Linked DNA regions of Gossypium hirsutum: region 1 is linked to region 2. The links are chromatin contacts, called in public Hi-C maps. All regions are on one chromosome and are shown on one strand. The core of a region is the stretch at or near the end of the contact, and the rest is flanking DNA. Distances in the headings are between cores, read along the strand shown.

Evidence for each region. A called contact is a pair of places that touch in the nucleus more often than the background predicts.
Region 1: a Hi-C map of leaf shows a contact between it and region 2, with 3 times the contacts expected there. The contact joins the promoter of LOC107948337 here to the enhancer-like site in region 2. A contact is called at or near these places in 6 of 34 Hi-C or Micro-C datasets (callus and leaf).

Annotation. Positions count from the first base shown.
Region 1 is chrA04:69,284,064-69,286,763 of Gossypium_hirsutum_v2.1, reverse strand. It overlaps LOC107948337, which reads right to left and starts at 1,363. Exons shown (of 2, transcript XM_016882840.2): 1 at 1,030-1,363; 2 at 284-649. The coding sequence starts at 1,192. The coding sequence ends at 381.
Region 2 is chrA04:69,188,269-69,190,968 of Gossypium_hirsutum_v2.1, reverse strand. It overlaps the pseudogene LOC107949273. Among protein-coding and RNA genes, the nearest start is that of LOC107948335, 45 kb to the right of the region's middle. Within about 2 kb of position 1,433, at least 3 of the 9 cell types and tissues checked have an H3K27ac peak or open chromatin away from gene starts, as enhancers often do. A contact at or near this core is called in leaf, where this site is marked.

The DNA of each region.
Region 1 (2,700 bases), core at 114-2,613, 96 kb before region 2:
CTGTTCTGCTTTCATAGAAAAAACTTAGCTCAAAATCCCAGTTGAATGTCTACTTTGCTGCTCAGCATCTGCAATTTGCCTGCCATCCTGAAGTGATAAAAGCATTTTCTATCCTATGATGTCTTGTGTAGAAGAAATATTTTTCTCTCCTGACTCCGGTGTTTAGTCATTTGACCTTGAGAATACTAGCTAACATGATTACTTCAACCATGGATTTTGGAACTCAAACTTACTTTTCAGGTTGATCTCATTTAGTTTATGCTAAATGTCAACACATTCGCAATGAAACTTGAGTTGTCTTTCTGCATATACTCATTTCCTTCCAACACAATGTTCCTTTTACAGCAAATGGACAGACATTTCTGATAGGGAAAATTAGATCACTTAACTGGTGCAAGAATGGTATACAACAAAAGGAATGAGACTATTATTATTGCTCCTACTAAAGTAAATCCTGGACTCGTCCATAACATGAGATTCGACCTCTCTGTTCTCTTTATTGGATCTACCTCTTCGGACAAGGGATAGTTCGATTGTCTAGGATTCCAGGTAACATACTTGTTAGGAGAAAACCCTGAAAGGAAGGACCTTTTGGTTTGCTTCTTGAAATTCGACCATGCCTTATCCCAGTCGGTTGAGAACTTATCACCTGAGTATGTTCAACAGTAATTTGGTGGAAGCATCAATGTTAGGGCAATCTAAATTAAGGAGGAACTGTCTGTATCATAAGAAACTGATCTTATACCAACATAGAGAAGTTAATCCTAATCCCAGAAGTTTTTTTCATATCAACAGAGATATAATACGCAATGAGGACTGCATTATGCTGCAATACCGCTTACTATCATACAAAAGTTGTATTATGTTCGTCTTTACCTTCCAGGCTTGCAAAAAAAAATGTACATACTGGATAGACATGCAAAATTAACAAAAACCAAACAAAGAGCAAAATACCCTTTTCGATATTTAAGTGAAATTCAAGGTGGGTTGATAGATATTGAGCCTTCAAAGCTGATCGACATTTCATACCATTGTTATCATCACCGTTCTGTTGAGGTTGCTGCTGAGAGTCCTTTTTGGAGCAGAAAGTTTTGAAAGAGGAACAAGGAAAATTACATGAAGAAATAGATCTCTGGAAAGTTTTCCAAAAACTTTGAGATTTTAAGCTCCCGATTCCAGCTCGAATATCCATTAGCGTCTGAAAATTGTAGATTCCAGTCACACTTAGCTTCAGCCTTTCTCTCCTACAAAAAAGAACAAACAAATTTTCATAATTTTTGGCCCTTTATTTTCTTATCCCTTACGAGAAACTGACACCTCAAATTCTTCCAGTCATTGTTTAGTGACACGTGGTGGTATGAACAGTTTTTGGCCTAATATATCCTTTGGCTCTTGTACTAGTTAAATTATCACTTTGATACTTATATTTTCTTTTTATCAGTTTGACTTTTGTAGTTTCATTCTGTTGCCCATCTATATATTTTGTGTTAAAAATTTGAATCAACAATGACATTCTGCCATGTATCAATTAAATTTAATTTTTTAAATATAAGAAAGTTTTTAAAATTAAAAAAAACTTAAAAAATATTAAAACTTCGAAAATTATTAAAAAATTAAAAAAATTTATAGTCTACATTTTGAAAATTAAAAAATATATTTTTTAAATTATAAGTATATGAAATTTAAAAAAATCTTTGAAAATTTTAAAATTTTTCATAAAATTTTAAAAAAATCGGATTCTAAGTTTTTTTATTTAGAAAATGTTAAAATTTTATAAAAAATTAAATAATTCTATGATTTTTTCTTTTGAAAATTTTAGGGTTTTTTTTATTCTTAATGAATTTTTTATATTTTTAAGGAAATTTGAAAAAATTTTAGCAAAAATACCATGAAATTCTTTGAAAATTAGTTTGGTGGGATAGATGTAGTTAAATAATATCCCTAGAAACATATAAGAAGTTTTGGTACAATTTCTATAAAAAATAAAAAGGTTTGGTACAATTTCTAAAACTACTCATAATCTTTTTCACCCTTGAATAGAAGAATAAATAAATTTCAACGCATTCAAACTAACATCCTCCTGTCTAACAACAATATTAATACCAACTGACTTAAAACTTAGTCAGCATGTATAATAAGTTTTCTCCTCATACAACTCAAGAAAAAAAGAATAATTAAAAGTTATGTATATATATGAAATTAGAATGTCACAATAACACATAAATAAGCAAATCAATTAGACATTTAACTTCGTCATTTTTTTTTCAAAAAAAGAAAAAAAAAAGCTTCTATATTCTCATAACTCAAGTCAAATAATAACTCTCAAAATGCTCAAAACAAATATGTAAGTTTTTTTTAAGTGGTCTCTATCTCATTTTTAAAGAATTCTATGATATTTTCATTAAAAAAACTTATAATTCCTAAAAAAATATAAAAAAATTGCAAAATAAAATCCTAGAATTTTTCAAAAGAATATCATAAAATTATTTAAAAAATTCAGAATATTTTAAGATTTTCTTTAAAAAAATAGAATTCCAACATTTTTTTAAAATTATGAAAAAAAATTTTATTTTTTTAAAGTTTTTTATACTTATAATATTGAAATTATTTTTTTTATAATTTTCAAAGATAGATTATGATTTTTTAAGTTTTAAATTTTTTTGGTTTTCTTAGATTTTTTTTTGGTTTTGTAATGATTTC
Region 2 (2,700 bases), core at 184-2,683:
ATGTAATAGTTGGAACTTTTAGTTATGAATAATGTTGTGCCTTATTAGGATGAGGATGCCTTCTTTGCTGACTATGCTGAATCTCATTTGAAGCTTTCGGAGCTTGGGTGAGTAGCAACCAACTTTTTATTTCATCCCCTTCTGCAAATTCTCTTGCATTTTTCCTATATAATCTAACAATTTCTTTGACCATGTTTTAGATTCGCGGATGCCGAAAAGGGGATTTACAAAAGCATCCAACATGATCATGCTGCTGTCTTGTGCCTGATGTTTACGAGTCTTTGCCGTTTGTGAAAAACATGTTGATCAAAATTTATGTTTTGTGTCCTGTGTACGATTAATAAATATCACAGTATGATGAAATAAGAATTTGAGGACAAAGAAATGTTGGTGTTTAGTGCACGTTTTGTTGGAAATGAGTTAATTGTTTCCTCCTATTAATAGAAATGAGTATGTATTGAAAGCGTGGGAAATGTTTTGGGTACGAATTAAATGGTATATTTTGAATGTATTTTTATTATTTTAATAATTTATATTTTTATAATTTTTAAAGGATAGATCAATTTTTTTTATATTTTTAAGAATTAAAGTATAATTTTATCATTATTAATTTAAAATTTTATAAATTTTAAAAATATATAAATGAATTTTTTATTTCATGGTTTATGTTATATTTTCCTACTTGTATTATTGGTTGTCATGCTGAATATTTGTTGAAGATTATCAAAGTTATATTTGATTCAATTGAATACTATGATTGCTTTTAATTTAATCATATAATATTTTCATAATATCACTATCCAAAGCCATAGAAGTTAAATTAAATAATATATGAAATTCGTAAGCCTGAAACGTAAATAATGAATGTTTCAAAATATTTTGTTTTTCTTTTAATTTGGTATTCATATGAATACAAAAAATTCGAGAATCTTGAGTCCATTTATATATATATATGAAAAAATATATATAATGAAAGCTTTTGCTCTTGGCATTTACCTTTTTGTCCTAGAGACAAATTAACATCAAAAGAACATCACAATTCACTTCCACCATTTTCATGGATGGCTTCTACTCTTCCCACCATCAAAAGTTTTTTGCTCTTCCCACCATTTGGGAATTCTTGCACAACTTGTAACCAATGTTGCACCACCTGCATTTGCTCTTGAAGTTGTTTATCTAGTGTTATCTGCTCCCACCATGGTGATTACTTTTTTTTGGCTTTCCCAGCTCGACTAGTAAATCTTTGTAAGCTCTAATACCAATTTGTCACAACCTTAGCAGTGACAAGTTTGGATTTATGGAAGAATTTGAAGAAAGAAGGTTGAAGAAGAGAATTCTGAAATTTTCGTTCACAAGGAAGAAAAGACATTACAATGACCAAATCATGCCTATGACCATTAGCATAAAACTAAGCCCATTAATCAACTAGCCCATCTTTCTCGGTCCCTAACGTCTGTGATCCTCGTAGCCTATTATCTATCAGCTTACATATAGATATTAGCCCATATGTGAGTTTAACTAACCATCGGATACATTATCCATAACTACCCTATTTAGGGATTTCATTCCCAATTTCCCCCTTTGTAGTTGAGATCATGACAATGAGTTTCCTAATGTACCCATCACCTTAGAATGGATGGGATACTGAAGGTACGGTAAATTCTACCTAAGCAAAAAGGCATAACCATCATGCGGCATGTATGAATGTGATAATGCATGGGTGGGTTCAAATTTTCTTTTCCATTTCAAGATTAAAAGAAAGATGAATCTAATCTCACTATTTCGATTATCTAGTGGAACCTAATTATATTTGATATCGATAGTCATTTAATTATAAATAAATTTTCATTTTGATAATTTAATTAAAAAAATTACAATTTAGTTCCTAAAATTTTCAAAAAAAAAAATTTACACCCTAACTAATTCATCAGTAACATGACACTTGTTAAATTGGTATAATAATAAATTTAATTCTCAAATTTTATATTCCCTATCAATTTAACCTTGATTCTATGTAAAAATTATAAAAAAAATGAAAGCTCTTTTATTTTAAAAATTGAAAATTTCTATAAAAGTATTTTAAACAATATATAAAAAATTTAGATGCATAAAAATTATTTTTCGATAAGATTTATAGGGGTTTTAGTTTAACTACAATGCAAAGATTATGTTTTTCTTTTTTTAAGGTCAAGTTTTGATTTTATTTCTTGGTCTTGGTTGATCGATTCCATGGAAGATTGATAACAACATTTGCATAGATTTTTATAGGTTTAATCTTCTCTTTATCATATCATTAAGCTAATTTCCTTAGTTTTATCTTTCAAAAAAGTTTAAGAAGTTGAGTTTTTAATAACTCAAGCCCGAAGTAACAATGTCCAAGGCTACAAGAAAGTCGACGATTCAAGTTCTGAATCCAATCCACTTAAAAGTACTAAGTATGGAGGATTGTATAAGTTGAATTTAGGGGTCGTTGAACCGGGAAATATTAAGTCCAAAAGTGATGGTGTGAATTGATGACGAAGACGATTGGGAAGGGGAGGAGTGTACTATTAATGTACCGTAAATAGAGGACTTAGGATCGATCAAGGAGCGCAGAGGTGTATGGAGAAGAAGGCGGCAACATTGGTTCAGGGAGGGTAATTAGGGTTTGCCATTTTTGGAGGTAATTTATCTTAATATTTGGTAATAGATTGGGTTGGA